Linked DNA regions of Mus musculus: all the other regions are linked to region 5. A link is a contact called in public Hi-C, HiChIP or PLAC-seq and promoter capture Hi-C data. All regions are on one chromosome and are shown on one strand. Each heading gives the region's core, a stretch centred on a gene start, on an enhancer-like site or on the middle of the called end of the contact. The rest is flanking DNA. Distances are from core to core; before and after follow the strand shown. Region 1 holds the start of Mrps11 (mitochondrial ribosomal protein S11). Region 2 holds the start of Prc1 (protein regulator of cytokinesis 1). Region 3 holds the start of Aen (apoptosis enhancing nuclease). Region 4 holds the start of Det1 (de-etiolated homolog 1 (Arabidopsis)). Region 5 holds the start of Polg (polymerase (DNA directed), gamma). Region 6 holds the start of E430016F16Rik (RIKEN cDNA E430016F16 gene).

Region 1 (3,207 bases), core at 249-2,748, 680 kb after region 5:
TTATACTGTGGTGACCCCCAGCCATAAAATTATTTTCGTTGCTACTTCCTAACTGTGATTTTGCTACTGTTATGAATCGTAACGTATGTATGTGTGTTTTCTGATGGCCTTAGGAACCCCAAAGGGGTTGCAACCCACAGGTTCCGAAATGCCTTTCTAGAGGCATCACAAGCCAGTTCTGACAGCCTGCCTTTCCACAGACGTTACCCTTGCCTGCCACGATCACAATGATCTTGTCCAGCTGAGATCCTAGTCACTTCCACAGTCCACGGTACTTAGTCTTTCCTGAATTCCTCAAGTGTGCCTTACTCTCTTAAATGTCCAGCCAGTTCTTACCTCTATTATCCTTTTGATCAGATTATGGTTAATACATTTGCCTGTGTGTTGTTTTTGCAAGTTGTGTACTACTTCTGGGGAGACATAACCTATATTTCCTGTATTTATCCTGGTACTCAACAGGTAGTAGTAGCTTTTGTAACTGTTAAACAGATGTGAAGGTAAGTGAACATATATACCGCCTGCATATTAAGTATTTCTACTAGTGGGATGCTGCAGGATGCCAGGTCCCAGGGCTAGGCACGAAATTAAGAAAGGCACAATCTAGATGTGCAGTTAGTGTGGTTCTTCAAGACATTTTATGTTGGAGGCAGAGAAAGCTGCTAGTCGGATCTAAAGCTTATCTCACAAGGAAAAGAAAGCTGGTATTTATATACATTGGACACTTAGCTAACAGTTGCTAATTGAACAGCTACCTTATGCCCCTGCTCATCCCTCTATTTTCCCAACAACCCCTCTAAGCATTATCTCCACGTATAGTGTGCTGATTTGCACAAGCTCCCACAGATGGCAAATGACAGCCAGGAATTAACTTTTTCTATGATTTTGGACGGTGTCGGGCAGAAGTCACAGGATGCAACTTTCCAGAGCGCTGCATCCACTTACCCTCACCTGAAGCGACTTGGAGCCGCTTCCCTTTCAGTGTTCTGCCTGGCAGCTGAGTCTTCTAATCTCGGGGCTCCGGTGTGGATATTCTTAGCTGGGGCAATGCCCACAAACCTGGGGGGCAAAAAAAGAGAGAGAGAGAGAGAGTACGATGAGGGACTGGATTAACGGTATTTTGGGGGGTTCAAGTGGCACATAGGTCTGGAAGGAAGGTAGGCGGGCAGGCTCGAGAGTGACAGTGGGTTCGAAAGAGTAATCCTTACCTGGTCATTCCATGTCCAGCCCAGGACCGCAGGAGCCACGACCCGGAGTTTCTTAAAACCTGCATGACTGAAATTGACCCTCCGCGGCGCTTGGCTTAGCTCGAGCCAGCACCATGAGCCTCTGTGGGGGTGCTCACAGACAGGAAATCACCTGATTGCTCTTAAATAGTCCTGTAAGTATTTTTTCTTCAAATTTAAAGCTCTATAAAACCATTTATGTAGGAACTTTCCCCTTTCTAGTGGTCTAACACTAGAATTTCACCTACCTCCCCCAAAGGGAATGGTTCATTCCACTCGGTAAACCCGCCCCTCGCCGGCCCGCGTTGCCTCATGGGAACCTGGGGTTGGCTGAGGGCTCTGCCGGGCGCCGCGGTACCTTGTGGGAAGACAGAAAGATGGCGGCGCCCGTAGGGCGTACTCTTTTAGGGCTGGCTAGAGGCTGGCGGCAGCTTGACAGGTTCTGGGCAGGTAGTTCTCGTGGCTTGTCCCTTGAGGCTGCGTCCTCAAGCAGCCGGTCTCCATGGCGCTTGTCGGGCGCCTTGTGTCTGCAGCGGCCACCGCTGATCACCAAGGCGCTCACTCCATTGCAGGAAGAGATGGCGGGTCTATTACAGCAGGTAAGGCAGTCACGGGCTTCCTGGTGCGGCGGAGGGAAGCAACAGTATCAAGGAGGTCTTGATTTCCATGGAGACTCTGGTACTTCGTGTGACCTTGAGCAAACGTTTCATTTCTCGACCTTTAGTGACATCTGCAAGATGAAGTTACCGTACTGAGTTGGGTTAGGATATAGCAGGTGTTGAAAGAGTTTAGTTGGCTTGTTTTCTCTTGATCATTCGGTGTGGATAGCTTCCTTCTTGTTCATTCAATACTGTAGGGATCCGGGGGCAAACAGGAATCACTCCCTTTAACTTAGGAGCTCTCAGACTATAGAGAAGTGTTTGTGATGTTAGGACGAAAGTCGTGGTGACTGTGGGCACATCCTTAAGATAATGCGGTAAAGTTTGCTTTACCTCAGGGAGCAATTTCTGTGAAAGACAAAAAACCCAAGTGTTGTTGCTGTTGGGTCAGGAGATAGTGATGGAAGGTCTTCCGTATCCCTAGACTCCAAAAGGCTTTTGTCTGGAGAATACTAATGGAAACTCCCGTCAGTGCTTTTTGCTCAATGTATTCACTCACTTGACTTTTTTTTTTTTTTTTGGTAGTCCTTTTTCTTTCACCATAAAGGTATTCGTAGCCAATACTGTGCGTCTGTGTGCAAAGTGATAGGCAGTTGTGGATGTGACAGGCACATCGCTCTGCTTCGCAGAGAGTTTCCAGGTACTGGAATTAGGGATACAATCAGTAACCAGTCTTATGACTAATTATAGACTTTGGTAAGTGCTATTAAGGAAAACATAGAGTACTAGAAGAGTTTTACACAGGACCACATAGGTTTTATTTTCCTGAGAAGTATCCAGGAATATCTTTCTGAGAAAGAGGTATTTGAGTTGAAATAAGAAGGATGGATAGAAATCTGGAAGAAATGGCATGAGGAGAAAGAGAGACTAGGAAGAAGGATGTTGGAAAGTCTTCATGGCAGGAAAGTCCTTGAATAGATGCTGATCAGAGACGAGTAGACCTAGTGTGTGGGAAGTGGGTCTTCAGTGCCCTCTGTTCTCCTTGACAGTCTTAATGAAGTTCTCCTACTGCCTACTTACAATCCAGTGGGCTTTTTTTTTTTAAATCTGTATAGTGTTTCATTCTATTTCTGATTGTGTTAAGAGTTGTACGTCTGAGCCTGTCAAGGTCACAGAAGCTTTGTTTTTTTTCTTCTTCCTTTTCCTTTTCCCTTTCCCAGATCGAGGTAGAGAGAAGCCTGTATTCAGACCATGAGCTCCGTGCTCTGGATGAAGCTCAGCGACTGGCAAAGAAGAAAGCTGACCTTTATGATGAGGAACAAGAGCAGGGCATTACGCTCGCACAAGACTTAGAAGATATGTGGGAGCAGGCATTCCTACAGTTC
Region 2 (3,435 bases), core at 781-3,280, 830 kb before region 5:
GACATAAATTCAAGGATCTCAAATCCGACTGAAACCAAGACAAGGGATTGGTGTGGCCTTCCTGCAATCTCAACAAGTGTGTCTCAGAAGTTTTTTAAAAAGCAGAAAATAGCCAGGCATGGTGGCGTATGCCTTTAATCCCAGCACTTGGGAGGCAGAGGCAGGTGGATTTCTGTTTGAGGCCAGCCTGGTCTACAAAATGAGTTCCAAGACAGCCAGGGCTACACAGAGAAACCCTGTCTCGAAAAACAAAACAAAAAACAAAACAAAAGCAGAAAATACTTGGACAAGCCATACTGGAAGACTTTATTTTCTTGGGGGAGGGGCGTGGTCTCTTATAAGCTGCTCTGGCCTTGAACCTCCCACCTCTACCTCCCAAGACAGTGGGGGGGATAGATGTGCCCCTCACCCAGCTGTCTGGCTTTCCTATTTTGAAATAGGATCTCTTTATATTGCAGATGTCTGGAACTCCCTGTCTTGAACTCCTGAGATCTGTAGATTACAGGTGAGGGTAATCATATCCAAATATACTCTGAATACAAATTTCTATTCAGTGTAAGTTAGGATTTTACTAGTCTTCATAATGCACCATTAACCCCAGAAGGGCTTAATGAATAACGTCATTCAGATGGGAATATCTGAAATCCTTAGCCTTGTACTCAATTTCTTTTCACAATACTACTTGTCAGTTGTTTTCATTCTATTCCCAGACTCTTGAGGCCAAGTATCTGGGGGTAAAAAAAATGATCAAAATCTATAATCACAAAACCAAGATTCTTAGAAATTACAAAGCCTTGTCACCCAACTCGTTGCAGAAAATTATTTTATAAATTCGAAAACGGCATTCAGCCTTTTACTCAAAGAGTCAGTTCTGATTGGATTTCCAATCGGGCACTCCCAAGCAGTGCCCGGGAATTTTCTTTTTAATAGAGGATTCTTTTTATTTATTTTCATAGGTGCGTCGGTGTTTTTCCTAGATGTATGTCTGTATGTGAGGGTGTCAAAAATCACCTGGAACTGGAGTTAAAGACAGTTGTGAGCTGCCTTGTGAGTGCTGGGAAATTGAACCCACCTCCTCTGGGAGAGCAATCAGTGCTTTTAGCCGCTAAACCATCTCTCTAACCCCGCCTGGGAATCTTAAAACGACCGGAAAAGAATTCGAATTTGTTAACTTGCAAGGAAATAAAGCCTTTCTTTCTTTCTTTCTTTTTTTTTTTTTTTTTTTTTTTTTTTTTTTTTTTTTTGTGACAGGGTTTCTCTGTGTAACCCTGGCTGTCCTGGAACTCACTCTGTAGCCCTGGCTATCCTCGAACTCAGAAATCCGCCTGCCTCCGCCTCCCAAGTGGTGGGATTAAAGGCGTGTGCCACCACTGGCCGGCTCAAGCCGTCTTCCTAACTCAAGTAAAAACGCGGAACTGTAAGACACGAAGAAAAAACGATACATTTAAAACTTTAAGGTTAAAAAAACTTCAGGGCTTTTTGTACTGTCTCACTCCGTAGCCCAGGTTAGTCTTAAACTACATCTCCTAGGCTAAACTCGAATCGATTTTGTTCTAGCCTCCCGAGCAATGCGATTACAGACTATACTCAAGAGATGAGAAGCCCACACCATTACATGCTCAGCGTTTACACAGAGAAGAGGCCGAGTAGCCGCGACTTGCGGCGGCACCTGAGCTCGGCCGCCAGCTACGCCAGGCCTGAGACAAACCCACCCCGGCCTCGAGGAAGCGTGTCAACCCCGCGCTGTCCCCGCTGCTCGCCCCGCTAGTGGCCTCGGGCACAGATGCCCTCCGGAGCCGGCTTCGAGCGCCCCAGCCACAGACATCGGTGCCTGAAGACCGGCGAACCCAGCTTGTCGAACCTGGTACCAGACCCGCACCTCAGTAATGGGTCCCGCCCCTAAGAGACCCGCACCTTCTCCTCATGGTGGACGCTCCAAGCTGTCCAGAATCGAGACCCTCCACTTGCCACGCGCGGGACGGAGAACGGTAACCAGCCGCAGCAGACTTCACCCGGAGTCCGTCTCCACTCTCGAGCCGTTGGACCCCGCGGAATTCAAACCGAGCCAGAGGCGGTGCCAAATGACAATTGGTTACCGCGTCCGCCACTCACGGAGCCCCGCCCTCGTCCCGCCCCTCCTGCGAAGGGCTGCTGCCTAGGCCTGGGATACAGAGACCGCCTAGGGCGTGGGAAGCGCTTGCACGGGGAGCGTGCGGGCCTCAATATGCGCATGCGTGCACCTATGCCCGCCTCAAGGGTGGGGTGTAGGGGTGTGGCCGATGATGTCACCGGTACCCACTGAGTTGCTGCCGTTGGGTTTCAAATTTTTGTGCTTCCTGAGAAGTATTGGGTAGACTGCCAGAACAGCTCGACTTCTTGCTACTCTCCAATGTCCCAAGAGGAGCAGGGACTAGCAGGAAAGCTTAGAAGGAAAAAAAAACCAGGCTCTTGGTCCTGGTACCTTAGTGGACAAGTTTATCGCATTTAATCATTAGAACACACCTGTTAATAATGATCATCACTATCCTGAAGAAAAAGATTTGAGTAGCTTTTCCAGAACGTAGGCGGCAGAGACAGGACAGGGAAATAGTTTGGGCTACAGGAAAAAACTGACTTGCCCAATTTAGCTGTGAGCAAATGGTGATTTGGGCTTTGTTTTTCTTGCACATTATAAGATTTAGGTAAATCAGGAAAACTCCACAATTTGAACATGACATCAAAGTATTTGTGTAGCCGGGCGTGGTGGCGCACGCCTTTAATACCAGCACTTGGGAGGCAGAGGCAGGCGGATTTCTGAGTTCGAGGCCAGCCTGGTCCGCAAAGTGAGTTCCAGGACAGCCAGGGCTACACAGAGAAACCCTGTCTCGAAAAACCAAAACAAACAAACAAACAAACAAAAAACAAAAACAAAAAACAACCAAAGTATTTGTGTGTCCTTTTCTTCCCACTGACCCATAGCATCTGTATCCCATTTTCAATGATTTACTATTACCTAATACACTGCTATGGGAGTATCTCCTTTGCTACTCAGACTAAAATTTGTAATAAAGCTGAGATGAATTTCTTTTTTGCTACCTCCTCCAAAATGATTTGTAGAAGTGTAATTATTGAATTCTCCTTTGCGAAGAGGTACTTATTAACCTATCTTCTGCACCAAACTTTACCTGGAGTATCCTTGTTACCCACAGCACTGGTGATTAGCAATGCGCTTTTAAACCACTAGCTTCCATCTATAGGCCCAAAATAAAACAAAATCTAGTTTATACTGAATTATAACTAAAATTGTCTGCTTTTCTGTATTGGTCAACTGTACCATCTATAAGAGTCTCATTATTTGCTTCTCTTTTTTATGATAAATACATTTATTAAATTTGTGTGTGTATATGGGGTGGTCATGTGTGGAGAATAGAGGGCAACTTAAAAGATTCAGTTTTC
Region 3 (3,348 bases), core at 766-3,265, 570 kb after region 5:
TGTGTACTCCAATACACTGGATTTTATCCTCCACAGACAACAGGCATTCCTCCTCAGAGCTCCCTCAGGTGAGCGAGCTGCAGAGCCCCACTGTGTCTGCTGTCCCTCTCTCATGGCAGACTTGCTTCAGAAGCCCAGGCTGGGCCTCACAGCGACAGGCCTGGAGGACACTGCAGAGCTCAAGGTCCTCCTAACCACAGATCAATAGGACTGACAGGAAGAGACAGTCACCAGAAAGATACACTGAATTAAGGAGAGCCCGGCCAGAGGAGATGCTGCAGGATTTTGGATGGATGGACCAGGCAGCCCAGGGTAGGAAGTGTTCAGAGAAGAGAAACCTGACAGGCACAGAGCAAAGAGCTTGGTGCTGGTAAACAGCTAGGAAGCAGGGGGCGTGGAGACAGGTGGAATGGAATGGAGAAGGATATGGAGTCACTGGAAGACTGCAGGGGCCATCACAGCTATCTCATCGGAGGATGAGCTCAGACTAGGGGCCTGAGCAATATTATCACAGGTGTGAAAGCTTGTATATGCTTGGCCCAGGGAGTGGCGCTATTAGGAGGTCTAGCCTTGTTAGAGGAGTGTCACTGTGGGCGTGGGCTTTAAGACTCTCATCCTAGCTGCCTGGAAGCCAGTCTTCTATCTGCCTTTAGATGAAGATATAGAACTCTCTGCTCCTTCTGCACCATGCCTACCTAGATGCTGCCATGCTCCCACCATGATAATGGACTGAACCTCAGAACCTGTAAGCCAGCCCCAATTAAATGTTGTCCTTGTAACAGTTGCCTTGGTCACGGTGTCTGTTCACAGCAGTAAACCCCTAATCAAGACACAGGGTAAGTAGCAGTAAGATAGGAGGAAAGACCAGTCCTGTGTTTGCTGATGCCAGCATGTGTGTGAGTAAAGGTCCACTTAGCCAGGGGGAGGCCCAGTGACCCATGCTGACTCAATGGCTCTCAGCTTGCTCGTTCACTCTCCAAATAGCACCCCCTCTTTTAAAAACAGGTTGTCAGCAACCTCCTCATTTCCACAAACCACACCTCAAAGGGAGAAAATCTGGCTAAGAAGACCTGTGCTAACCCTGCTGATCATAGACTTTCCTGTCCCTGCCGGCAAGGTCTGAAAGAAGCTAAAATCAGGTCCCCTTGAGAAAAAGTCTCTGTACTTTTGTATTTGTGTTAAGAGATAAAAAGCAGCCATTTCCTATAGTCCCTCACCCTGTGAACATGTCAGAACCAACAATTACAAAGAGAACGTCCACAGCCTGCAGCCCTGAATGGAGCTCAGCTTAGTTGGAGAGAAGAGGACACAGTCCTTTCAACAAGGCCACGTACAAATATTCCATATCTTAACTCTGGTCAGTATGGTAGGCACGTGGCCTTCAAGTGAGGGTCCCTGACCCAAGAGGATTCCAGATGAGAAGGCTCCCAAGAAGCTACAAAGCCAGAAACGTCACTGTCATAAGGGCCCCACCTGCCATGCCCTGCCTGCCATGCCCAGGTCTCTGTCTGTCTGTCGAGACCCTGTTCTAGCACAAAGTAACCGGATGGCATCAACCGTTCTAGGTAGAAGGCAAAGTTTGGGGATTAGGACCCGAGATCCCACCCTCAAGTCACGATTGCGATAATCATCCCAGTTTGAGAAAGGGTGGCGCAATAAAGGTCCCCGATGCTGCCCAAAAGCTTACCAGACCAATTTTAAACAAAACAAAACAAAAGTACGAGGACAGTCCGCGCTCACCAGCTGAGGCGTCCAGAGGACGCTCAACGTCCGCGCCGTCCCCTGAGGCCCACCGGCCCCGAGTCCGGCCAGGACCACGTGAGGCCGCGCCCCGGCCTAGTTGCAAACCAACCCGTCCCGAGAGCCACAGGCGGCTGGCGACAGAAACGGGCGGCCCGGGACTCCCTGTGGCCGTCCCCTAGCTCACCTGAAAACCCGGCCGCGCTTTCCCAGGTTTCACGTGGAACCCTTGCCGGGTGCGGAAGCTCCTTGCCCGGACAAGCCCGGCTTCGGCTACCTGTCTATTGGTTCTCTGGGGCGTAGCGCCCGCCTAAGGACTCTTCTGATTGGTTGATCCTGCTCCTCCTCAGTAAGTGTGCCAACTGGAAGGGGTGGGGCTACCGAAGGAAGAGGGCGTGGCCTGCGCCGGGATAGGGCAGCGTTTAGGAGGTTAGCATAAAACCGAATGGAACGTCCGGTTTCTGACCCGACGCCTAGTGAACCGCAACCTTCAAAGACTTAAAGCCTCAAAGAGCACATCCCGATCTGCCTCGGGGAACTGCAGCCCCTCCAGGCTTGGGGTTGTGAGAAGTCCGTGAAATAATACAGTATTCGTTAAACTTGGGGGAAAAAAAATCAGGTTTGCTTCTTCTGCACTGCTTTTTCAATATTTATTTGATTTGGGTTTTTTGTTTGTTTATTTTTTGTTTTGTTTTTTGAGACAGGATCTCAAGCTGTCCTCTCATTTTCTTTTTTTTTTTTTTCTAGTGTCAAGTTCACATAATGTCCTCGCTTTTTCTGTGTTAGCTGTGAATGAGCCTCTTGCCTCTGCCACCCTAGTGCTGGGATCACGCGTTTTGCCACCACACTCATCTTAAGTATTCCTTTGTGATTTTTTTTTTTTAGGAATGGGAGAGTTGCTCAGCGGTAAAAAAGGTGCTTGCTCTCTCTGTAATCCTGACAATCTGAATTTGATCCCTGAACCTTCTTAGCCTAGGCAGCTCTGGGCGTGGTTGCACACACCTTTGATCCCAGCACTCCGGAGGCAGAGGCGGGTAGATCTCCGAGTTCCAGGACAGACTGGTGTACAGAGCAAGTTCCAAGATAGCCAAAGCTACGCAGAGGAGAGAGGTAGAGAGGGGGAGAGGGAGAGACAGAGGAAGAAGAAGACGGAGGGAGGGCAGGCGAGCCAGATGCAGTGGTATTTATCTGTGACCTCAGTAACTCCTACAGTTAGATGATATATGGAGACAGAAAAACTAACTGGAGCTCTCTGGCCAGCTAGGGTAGGCAGAAACGAGATACCCCAATCAACAAGAAACTCCCTGAGCCAGGCGGTGGTGGCCCACGCCTTTAATCCCAGCACATGGGAGGCAGAGGCAGGCAGATTCTGAATTCGAGGCCAGCCTGGTCTACAGAGTGAGTTCCAGGACAGCCAGGGCTACATAGAAAAACCCTGTCTCGAAAAACCAAAAAAAAAGAAAGAAAGAAAGAAAGAAAGAAAGTCCCTGAAGTTGTCCTTTAGCCTGCATATGTGTGTTCAGCCCCTGCCCCTCCATGCACACACACACTTACACACAAAACAGGTTTTTAAAAGTAAGTTTAAAAAGGGAAAGCCGGAGGAGCTCA
Region 4 (3,044 bases), core at 110-2,609, 620 kb after region 5:
TGAGCTACTGATTCCTCTGCCTCCCTTCCTAAATGCTGGGGTTATAATCTGTGGCCCCACCCCTACTGGCTCTTATTCTTGTATGAACTTGTGCAAGAGATGTATGTCCCCTTTGGGTCTCAGTTTCATCATGGGAAAGGAAGAGAGTTGTGGCTGGAAAGCTTTAGTAATATTTTATCAAGACTTCAAGTATTTAGGGCTAACAGGTTTAATACTTGGGATAACCTTAAGAGGCAGGTATAGTCATTTTCCAGAAAAAGGCATGAGGTTTCTAAAGCCAGCACCTAAGAATACTGAGCCTGGAAATGGTAGGACTGGGCCAGAAACCTATCATTCTCTTCATAGTCAGTCTATATCCCCAAGTCACCTTTCCCCTTTAGACCTTAATTTTCCTCTCTCCCTGGTCAAAGTCAACACATATCCCTTTCTCATGTGTTGGTCTGCAGAGATATTCATTCTCTGAGTCCTTTGGGTATGGAGAGGGTTGGGAGAGAGAGCAAGGCTCAACCTAGCCTCTAATTCTATATCCTATGTCTCAGAAGAGCTGGGGATATAGAATGGAGATGGCATGGGGGTCCAGAAGAGATAGACCACAATGGATTACTGATGGAATATTTACTGAGATTCTATAAGATGTCAAACCTTGTTATGGGGTGGGAGGTGGGGCTGGAACAGAAAATAAGACAAAAATCCCTGTTCTCAGTTTATAATCTACCAAAGGGAGGAGAGACACAACAAAGCAATACACATCAACAGAAACAGATATTTGACAGTGGTGGGTGAACAGTGGCGGTGGCTACCCAGAAGCCTTAAGAGAAGATATTTTGGGTTTGGTTTCCTGCCAAAGCATCAAAAATAAACCATACACCCAAATACAAACGCGCGCGCGCGCACACACACACACACACACACACACACACACACACACGCAAGCACAAAGGAGAGAAGCCACCGACTCACAGGGAAGAAATAGCTTGTAAGAAAAAAGAAAATTAAATGAAGTAACGTGTAGGTGAAAAGGCCAGTCAATGGTATTGGATTCATTTAGTACAGAAGCTTTTATTGTATCCCCACGTGCAACCACGAGCATGGAAAACGCAGTGACATGGTGCATGTATAATCCATCTTCCACCAGTATGCAAGAAGCAGGTGAAAACTTAACTCCTACTCATAGTAGTTATGAACGTGCCTTGGATCACTTGGTCCGGGGCTTATCCAGCCTCTATGGTCTCGATCTCTCCTCCGGACGCCAGGGTGCGCTGCGCCGCTCCTTAGCTGCATGGCGTCTCGATCTTCCGATCTTCCCTTCTCGCTGCGCAGCGCTTCCGGTAGCGGGCGGAAACCCGGGCTGGTGGCTGCCGACGCCGGGGTCCCGAGGCATGGTGGGGGCGGGGCCGGGGGAGGTGTGCGCGGAGCAGGCTAGGGCGACCCTTGCCCTGGCCCCATGAGCCAGGACTCGACAGGTGAGGACTTGCCCTTTGCGGCCCGCGAGAGCTCCGCGGCGGGCTCCTCCCCGCATGCTCGCCGGGTCTCAGGAGCTCCGGCCCCCGGCTTTGCCCGGGGAGGCCCCGCCCTGGGCTTTTCTTTCCGGGGGCGACCATGGGCATGTGTGTCTGCCTCTTGGCATCCTTTTCTTGTTTTGGAAGCAGTCGCCAAGAGTGTGGGGACATGTGCACTTGCTCCAACGAGGAATAAACCTTGCGTTCACACAATTAGTGACCCGCTTTAGCCAGGCTTTCGTTTCAGACCGCACCGCACCAAAGCGTCTACCATGTGCCAGCCCCAGGGCTGGAAGAGTATACCGCGGTGACCGAAGTAGACCTGGTTACTTCCATTAGAGAGGGTACAGTTCAACGAGGAGACTCAAACATTAAACACAACCATGCAAGCGACCGTGTAAATTAAAAAAAAAAAATGTGACAGATGACTAGAGAAAGAAACAAGAAAAAGATGAGTCCTTTAGGTGGGGTGGTCAGAAAGACTTCCCCAAAACTTGACACTACTAACGTTGCAACGAGAGAATTTATGGCGTGGACCGGAGAGAATGTCTTCCGGAAAATGAAAGTTCCCCTGTGGTTACCCACGTTAGCCAAGAAGATGGCTTGAGGTATGCCCACCGTTTAAGAAGGAAGCTTGCTACGTGTTAAGCACTGTGGTGGGCATACAACAGATAAGTGTATACTTGACCCAGAGAGATCACCATAAATATACACATTAGTAAAATACAGAGAGTTGCAATTGAGTGGCTAGTGTGTTGGAATCTATGTCTCACTAAGTGAAGGAAGGCCTTCAAAGACAGGATGATGAGGCTGATATTGGAGACAGTTCTCAAAGGTGAAGAATTTAGTGTCTACAAAAGACCAGATAGTAGAGTTCAGTGTGTGGTCTGTTGCAGTCACTCTGCTCTTTTCCTAGGGCTAAAGTGGCTCTAGGCAATATGCAAATGAGCGAGTGGCTTTCAGGGAAGGGTTCCTTCCAAAAAACAACCAGAGGTGGTAGTTTAGAGACCTGACTCCCTCTGGTCTGGCGGCTCTGCAAGCCTTTTAGATCTTTATCCAATGGATGTAGCTTGTATGAGGATAAGCTTGAAACAAAAGGATTGCAAAACAATACCCTGACTATGTGTTGTAAGGGTTTTGTTTGTTTTGTGGTCCTGGGGAATCTGTTATGCTGCTCTTTATGAAAGCCTTTGCCAGAACACTACTACCACCTCCAAGCTTTTGAGATAGATCTCTCTCTCTCTCTCTCTCTTTCTATTATTGATGTGCAAACCTTCTTTGTTGGCCATTTGTATTTGAATCTGGGTTTGTGGCTATTTGTCGAGTTCTAAGAGTTCATTAAATATGTTAAGTATTAACCCCTTACCAGATATTTGGACAGCAAATACTCTGTTCACCCTGTAGGTTTTCCTTTCCCCTTTCCCTGGGGTAGCAGGGTAGGAGGTGGGTAGGGGTTTTGAGACATGGCCTAACTGTGTATGTAGCTCTGACTGTCCAGGAACGCACTATGTAGAGTAGGCTGGCCTCAAACTCACAGAGATCCAC
Region 5 (3,534 bases), core at 655-3,154:
TCAGCCTTGGATGTTTGTTTCTCAGGACTTGTTTATCTTGCCTTCTGAAACCAGGCCTCTCATGGGGACCCAGATTTTGCTGATTAGATCGGGTGATCTGTGAGTCTCTGGGTGTGGCAGCCCCCCCCCCCCCCGCGTACCCCCCCCCTCACGTATTCCCTCCCTTCACGGCTTCAGGTAGGTGCTCGCTCTTGCAAGCCATGCTCTTCCCCCCACTGAGCTATTCCCACAGCCCAGGGGAGGGCTCCAACACAGCGTTCTGGGGTTGAAGATGTGCATCACTGCTTCCTGATGATGCGGGGTTTGTTAGTCCATTAAATCGCAGTTTCTAGGCTCTTCCTCGCAGCTACCGCTCTTTGAAACTCCAATGGCTGCAATCAAAGTTTTGAAAAATTTACAGCGAGTATAACACCGTTGAGAACAAGGCACGGGTATGGCTAGCGCCACGTGGCAGCTTGCCTAGGCTCACAGATGAAGAGAACACTGAATTTCAGTAGGAGACTATGAAATAAAAATGAAATTGTTTTTCCTGCTCGGAGGCTTCCTGAGTTAAGAGCCTCTCCTTTTTCACCTTATAGCAAAATAAACTGAGCAAAGTTATGTAAAAGCAAGAAGAATCACAAAATAAGGAATCTCTTATCTAGTTGACTCTGGTTTGTGTGTGTATATATATAAAACTGATAACCAACCAATCAAACAAACAAAAATCACTTTATGTCTATTAAGTACATCTAGAAAAATGTATAAGAATGTCTCAGCTGGAGAGCTAGATTGTGGATATTTGTAGTTCAAGCACTGAGGCGGGAGGGCAGCCAGGGCTACCGCGTAAGTTCTAAGTTACAATGTGAGACCTCATCGTTAAAAACAAACAAACAAGCAAACAGGCCGACAGACAGACAGACAAAAGAGGGGGAAGAAACTAAGAAAAGGAGAAAGGAGAAGGGTTCTGTATGAGTCCCTGCCGCTGCTAGTGACAGGAAAAGCGGATAGAGGAGCGACTCCTGAAAAAAGTCAAAGACCCTCTCTCCTGTACACAGTTCTCAGCGTCCGGGTGGTCTCGCTGGTTGGAAGTGGGGGCTGCCGTTCAGCGCGGTCCGAATTTTTTCCCTAATCAGCTGCTTGTGCCCCCTAGTCTGCCTGAAGCAATCCTGATCTTTTCTTTCCTCGTACGGGACTCTCGACTTGAATCCCTGGGTCCCAGTTATTCACCCAGGCCATATTCGCCTGACCCTTTGCAGCTGACCCTCTACGGAGAGCTGGGAGCAGAAACAACCGGAGCAACGGGAGGTGGACCCAGAGATTGACAGATCTCTGAAGCGGGACGTGCTTCAGCTGTGCCCGGTGGGCGCGACCAATCGGACTCAACAGCATCAACCCCCAGCATCATTGTCCGGGATAGGAGGGAGGAGACTCCATCGAGGCTTAGCCTTTGCGGTCCATAGGTGACAAATCTAGACTTCGGACGGCACGTGCTCCGTTTGCTCCACTCTCCATCCGGGACAAGGCTCTCGACCGCTGTCACCGTTTAAGCAATGTGTCACCCTGACAGTTGTTTGCTCAGATCCTTGAGTTCCAAGAATTAAGTTTAGACTAGAAGTTGGTCATAACCACTACGGTCAATTTCGCTTTATTTCCAAAGGGAATCTTGGGATTAACAAACTGACAGATAAAAACAACATACAAGTCGACCGCGGCAGGACTCGAACCTGCAATCTTCTGATCCGAAGTCAGACGCCTTATCCATTAGGCCACGCGGCCGCCAGCGAGAAGGTGCCTTTACTTAGCTTAAAGCGTGTAGCCGCCTTCAGGCTCGCGTCAGACTGGTCTATCTTTTCCGTGGGGAGGGAAGTAGCGGAGGACCTCACCCGGAAGTCCCTCTGCACCCCCGCGGGCGGGCGGCTCCATTGGCGGCGCTCTTATTGGACGCTCGGGGGAGTCTCCCGCCTGCCTCTGGGTAGCCGCGGGACCCAGTTCGCGCAGACGGGAAGTTGCGGCTGCTCCCGAGACCGCACGCCACCCTGAGGCTGCGTGGGCCGCGCGCCGCGGACGCCGCGTCGTCGCCGGGGCTGTGGGCTGCCGCAGAACGGGAAGCGCGAAGCGGACCGAGGTTTCCGGCGGGCTCGGCAGGGGGAGGGCCGGGCGCGGCTGCTCCCTCTCCACTCGGGAAGCCGGGCCGGGAGCAGGGCGGCGGCTGCGGCGGGGACCCTGTGTCCCGGCGTGCGGGGGTGGCCGCCGACGCCCCGACCAGGGCGCCCTAGGCCCGCCCGGGTGTGGGTGCGGACCCCGAGGCTGTGGCTCGTTCGGCGGGTTTCGAAGTTGGGGCGCTAGGCCCTCGGGCCGCCGGCGGGGTGGGACTGGCAACTGCTGTCTGCCGAGCGCCTACTGGGGTTAGGGCCACTCGACGAGCGCGCCCTCTGCCACTCTTACAGCAGTGGCCCGTGGCTCTAGAGTTCTTAACCCCATTTTACAGAGGAGGAGGTCGGGGCCTAAGGAGCTGGGCCAAGGTCACGCAGTTGGAGAGCCAGAACCCTGGTCTGTCTGCGTCTCCCCATTTCAGCATCTCCAGCGGCTTCTCCCAAGTTAACTGCCGAGCCGGTGTGGCCCTGTCCTCGGGAGGGGGCAGTGCCATTTCTTAAGGTTGTTGGAGGCGTAACAGAAAAATGTCCCTACTCCGCTCTGGCCTTTTGGCTAAGATCAAGTGGAGAAAATGCTTGTTTGGCACGCAGCAGATGTTTGTTGCGGGATAAGCGGTTTGTTCAAGTCCGTGACACTTGTAATAACACTTTTATCGTCTGTCTCCTTTAGGACTTGTGTGAGGAAGGCAGGCATGGTGAGACCTATTTCACTGACAGGAGCACAGAGAGGGGACGCGTCTCTCTCTGAGTCTTTCGGCCACTAAAAGCAGTCAAGCTGGAGCCCAAAGCCCGGTGCCCCGACTCACAGCGGGGGGCTCCCTGCACCAACCATGAGCCGCCTGCTCTGGAAGAAGGTGGCTGGCGCCAAGGTCGCCTCAGGGCCAGTACCAGCAACCGCGCGCTGGGTCTCCAGCTCCGTCCTCGACCCCGTCCCCAGCGACGGGCGGCCGCCGTCGCAAATGCCCTCCTCCGAGAATGGGCAGCTGCGGCTCAACCCTCTGCTCATCCAGATGTTGTCGAGAGGCCTGCACGAGCAGATCTTCGGGTGCGGCGGGGAAATGCCCGACGAGGCCGCGGTGCAGCGCAGCGTAGAGCACCTGCAGAAGCACGGGCTCTGGGGGCAGCCGGCCACGCCCTTGCCAGACGTGGAGCTGCGCCTGCCCCGGCTCTTCGGGGGCAACCTGGACCAGCACTTCCGCCTCCTGGCCCAGAAGCAGAGCCTGCCTTACTTGGAGGCGGCCGCCTCGTTATTGGAGGCCCAATTGCCCCCCGAGCCCAAGAGCTGGGCCTGGGCGGAGGGCTGGACCCGGTACGGCCCCGAGGGGGAGGCCGAACCCGTGGCCATCCCCGAGGAGCGGGCCCTGGTGTTCGACGTGGAGGTCTGCTTGGCAGAGGGAAC
Region 6 (3,313 bases), core at 271-2,770, 750 kb after region 5:
CCTAGAAAACTGAGCAAATGGGTTAGTTCATGGTGAAAAGTTTTTCATAGTGCCAAGTTTATAACCCATTAAACCCCCGATGATCTTTACTGCCGATGAATTAGATGTCAATTTTTAGAACATTAATTTTTACATTTCCCTGCCCTGGAAGCAGCCTAAGTATAGCTTCCTTCACATGATAGGGTCTTCACTGTGACTCCCAGGGTCACACGGGGCTTGGAGAGAGTTCTTCCTGAGGTTGGATCTGGAGAATATAGTAACTGTATCCCACAGAGATGGCTTCGGTCCGTTTTGCTTTTTGAGTTCTTAAGTCTGCTTTTTATAGTTTGCTGTCTCTTTCTGTGCTCTCAGGCTGTCAACTGTCACTTCCTGCAGCTGTCAGCCTGGCTTTCTCTTTCTTGAGACTCACCACTATCGGCATCTTCCCCGCCCCCAGTGCGCACACACACACACACACACACACACACACACACACACACACAGAGGGAGATTCCATTCTGATTCAGGATTACTTAGAGTCAGTGGGCTTGACTCATCCAATCTGTAAAGCAGCCACCCCCTAACCTGAGAGCAGCCCCTGATCTGGTGACATCAGCTTCACCTGGGAACTCCTTAGAGATGCCCATTCCTCCGGTCCTGTTCCAGACTTGCCTAATCAGAATCACTGGAGTGGGGTGGGAAGGGTAGAACAAGCAATCTGTATTTACCAAGCTGTCTGGTGATTTAGGTGTCTCTCAGTTGGAGAAATAGCCCATAGGAAAGGGAAATAAGGTCCGAGGGAAGGCTTACGGCGCTGCACGTGGTTCAGAGAATCAGTCTATGTTCTGTGTCCAATCTAGAGACTTCTGTGTCTTTCTGGGTTCTGGGCTGTGTTCAGTGCTATTGGACAGTTTCAGGATAGCTGAATTGTAGGAAGGTGTGATGTTGTGCATGTGTGTCAGCCTAGTACATACAGAGAATGAGTAAAGGATAGAGAGAGAAAAGCCAGGCTCTGCAGAGAGGCTTGTCTTAGCTCCTAGAATCTTCCGTGTGTGGCTTAGCCTCAGAATCCTGGTTGCAATCCACCAGCTCAGAGTCCTACCAGTCTTCAGGTAGAAGGAGGAGCTCCTGGGTTTCGCCTGTGAATAGTGTGCCTAAGGCTCAGACCAAGTGTCAGGAACACTCTGAGAGTTACCAGCTGGTGGAGACTCTGCCAGAGACTCTCCACGCGGAATTTTTCAGGCGGACAGCTGGGATATGTGTGGGAGCCTCAGAGATGCATGGATTTGGGTTTGTAAACACAGGCCTGTTAAATTTAGGGCGGGCCTCGGGCCTAGGAGAGCTCCGTAGCATCATTTGGCAACTGTTGCCCATATTGAGTGGTTTAAAAACCCTGCTTATTCCTTATATAGTAGGAGGCCTGTTTTAGCACAGCTTGTCATCAGAGGGGAGGGTCTTGGCACAGGAGTTGAACACCCACTGTGTGCCAGGTGCTCTGCATAAACCATGCCGTTTTGACTGCTGCGTATTCAGGGGCTGAGGCTTATCAGCTCTGCTTACTGAGAGCAAAGGTCTAGACCTAAGAAATCTCAGTCATGGTGTTGGATGTGCCTCAAGGATGGATGCAAGAGGACCACCTCCTGTGTAGTGGAGAAGGGCAACCGGCAGATGGCATGTAGTGGTAAGGATCCTCTGTCCATAGTGAGAACCCGATACCATCCATAGAAGCCGGGCCAAAGAACTGGCCAAACTGCCTAGTTTCCTTGTGTTACTGCTTGTCAGAAAAAGACATCTGGAGTATGATCCCACAGGATGCTCTTCAAATTCAAGGCTTTGCTGGACAAATCACTTTGGGAATTGTCATAAAGCTTTATTCTCCCCTTGGAGATTGTGAGTTACTTGTGGTAAGCAGGGTTAACCAGCCAAGCAGACAGAGATGATCACTATAAAGAGATGCTGGGAACTGGCTTTGTGGTGGTGCGGGCTGGCAGGGAAAGGTTGACGTCCCAAGGGCAGGCTGCACCTCTCTGCCTGCATCAAGGGCGATGCTGTCTGTGAGTGGGACCCTTCCACCCACCTTTGTGGGGAGACTTCCACTCTACTGTTAGGGCCTTTGGAGCCACTGAGTCCAGTCAACCCAGGTATCCTTTACTCAAAACTAGCTTATTGTAGAATTAACTACACCTATCAAATTTTCCTGGAAACACCTAGGGAAGCATTTGACATTGGCATCTAAGATTGATCACTACAATTATGGTTTAGACCTTAGATATACCCCGAAGGCTTGTTGAAGGCTTTGTGGCAGTGTTTGGAGCTAGTAGAGTCTTTAGTGTGGAGCTCTGTAGAAAGGCATCAGGTTCATAGGGTTCTGCCCATGAAAGTGTGATTGGTATCTCAGTCCCTTTCTTTTCATCTCTGCTTACTGGCTGCCACCGGTGAGCAGCCTCCTCTGCCCTGATGATTTCTGTGCCACAGGCCTGAAGCAAGTGAACTGAGCCACTGTGGACTGAAACCTCAGAATGCATGCATGCATTGAAACACTCTTGTACATTGAGTGCCTCAGGTATTTAGACACAGTGAGACAGAGATGACTGGCCAGTAGAATACCAGATGTAGCACAGAAGTCTTCTCCAAAAAGACATCTTGATTTTGGTGAATCTCTTCCCTCCTAAAGTTGCCCTGCCTGCTCTCCCATTTTACAAACCCGTAACAGAACAGCCATGTGTGCCAGAGTTCCACACAGCGCTTAGGAGATTGCTGGCCTGAGCTTCCTGGCCCTACCTCAACCCGAGACCCTGGAAGAGCTCAGACGCTAAACAATTCAGTCTTTGGTGATTCAGGGACATAGTTTGCCAACCTCAATCCCATTGGTATCTTAGCCAGCTAATTCTGTGTCATAGGGCTCACCCTGTGTACTGTGGGATATTTAGCAGGATTCCTGGTCTTGGTCTGATGGATGACAGCAGTACTCCTTCCTCCCCAGCTATGACAATCCATAATGTCAAACATCTTCCGACAAGTGAAATGTTCCCTGCTGAAAAGCACTAGTGCAGAGGAAGACATTGTGGAATAGCATAGAGGTCCAGGGAGCCCGGCAACCTGAGTTTGAACTGTACCTCTCACATTTAACTGTGTCCTACCGTGTTCTGGACAACTTGGAGCAGTCCAGCCTGGGTTGACTAGCTCTGTGCGGGGAATGACTTTACTTTCATGAGGCCCCATTTTCCACCTCTCCAAAATGATGATCATGATAGGATTTATCAAGTTATTGAGGGATTCATTGGAGTAGAGTATTTAGGCTGCCTGGCTCTCAACAATTATTCTGCATGTGTTT

What was found. Promoter capture Hi-C pulls out the DNA fragments that hold promoters and counts their contacts. A called contact is a pair of places that touch in the nucleus more often than the background predicts. HiChIP or PLAC-seq counts read pairs in DNA pulled down with a chosen protein or histone mark.
Region 1: a promoter capture Hi-C map of pre-B cells shows a contact between it and region 5, with 2.1 times the contacts expected there. The contact joins the promoter of Mrps11 here to the promoter of Polg in region 5. A contact is called at or near these places in 4 of 39 promoter capture datasets (the C10 cell line, the HPC-7 cell line, liver and 1 more), 4 of 484 Hi-C or Micro-C datasets (the G1E-ER4 cell line, embryonic stem cells, erythroblasts and 1 more), 1 of 115 datasets of contacts at active chromatin or transcription factors (memory CD8 T cells) and 2 of 9 other capture datasets (adipose tissue and liver).
Region 2: a Hi-C map of B cells shows a contact between it and region 5, with 6 read pairs. The contact joins the promoter of Prc1 here to the promoter of Polg in region 5. A contact is called at or near these places in 2 of 484 Hi-C or Micro-C datasets (B cells and embryonic stem cells) and 1 of 115 datasets of contacts at active chromatin or transcription factors (extraembryonic endoderm stem cells).
Region 3: a contact with region 5 is called in a promoter capture Hi-C map of pre-B cells, with 4 times the contacts expected there. The contact joins the promoter of Aen here to the promoter of Polg in region 5. A contact is called at or near these places in 2 of 39 promoter capture datasets (hippocampal neurons and pre-B cells), 3 of 484 Hi-C or Micro-C datasets (CD4 T cells, the G1E-ER4 cell line and uterus), 5 of 115 datasets of contacts at active chromatin or transcription factors (embryonic stem cells, forebrain, memory CD8 T cells and 1 more) and 2 of 9 other capture datasets (adipose tissue and liver).
Region 4: a contact with region 5 is called in an H3K4me3 HiChIP or PLAC-seq map of bone marrow-derived macrophages, with 4 times the contacts expected there. The contact joins the promoter of Det1 here to the promoter of Polg in region 5. A contact is called at or near these places in 4 of 39 promoter capture datasets (the C10 cell line, the HPC-7 cell line, liver and 1 more), 1 of 484 Hi-C or Micro-C datasets (the G1E-ER4 cell line) and 1 of 115 datasets of contacts at active chromatin or transcription factors (bone marrow-derived macrophages).
Region 6: a contact with region 5 is called in a promoter capture Hi-C map of pre-B cells, with 3 times the contacts expected there. The contact joins the promoter of E430016F16Rik here to the promoter of Polg in region 5.

What each region holds. Positions count from the first base shown.
Region 1 is chr7:78,781,422-78,784,628 of GRCm38.p6, reverse strand. Mrps11 (mitochondrial ribosomal protein S11) reads right to left here and starts at 1,498. Exons shown (of 6, transcript NM_026498.2): 1 at 1,206-1,498; 2 at 949-1,056. The coding sequence starts at 1,270. It overlaps Mrpl46 (mitochondrial ribosomal protein L46), which reads left to right and starts at 1,540. Exons shown (of 4, transcript NM_023331.2): 1 at 1,540-1,822; 2 at 3,043-3,207. The coding sequence starts at 1,601.
Region 2 is chr7:80,293,071-80,296,505 of GRCm38.p6, reverse strand. Prc1 (protein regulator of cytokinesis 1) reads right to left here and starts at 2,030. Exons shown (of 15, transcript NM_001374624.1): 1 at 1,915-2,030. The coding sequence starts at 1,925. It also overlaps a transcript of Rccd1 not described here.
Region 3 is chr7:78,894,594-78,897,941 of GRCm38.p6, reverse strand. Aen (apoptosis enhancing nuclease) reads right to left here and starts at 2,015. Exons shown (of 4, transcript NM_026531.5): 1 at 1,928-2,015. Gm39039 (a long non-coding RNA gene) reads left to right here and starts at 2,160. Exons shown (of 2, transcript XR_882236.1): 1 at 2,160-2,359.
Region 4 is chr7:78,845,526-78,848,569 of GRCm38.p6, reverse strand. Det1 (de-etiolated homolog 1 (Arabidopsis)) reads left to right here and starts at 1,359. Exons shown (of 5, transcript NM_029585.3): 1 at 1,359-1,463.
Region 5 is chr7:79,464,643-79,468,176 of GRCm38.p6, reverse strand. It overlaps Polg (polymerase (DNA directed), gamma), which reads left to right and starts at 1,904. Exons shown (of 23, transcript NM_017462.3): 1 at 1,904-2,107; 2 at 2,806-3,534. The coding sequence starts at 2,966. It overlaps n-TRtcg5 (a tRNA gene), which reads right to left and starts at 1,758; the gene lies at 1,686-1,758.
Region 6 is chr7:78,716,427-78,719,739 of GRCm38.p6, reverse strand. E430016F16Rik (RIKEN cDNA E430016F16 gene) reads left to right here and starts at 1,520. Exons shown (of 11, transcript NR_015542.2): 1 at 1,520-1,660.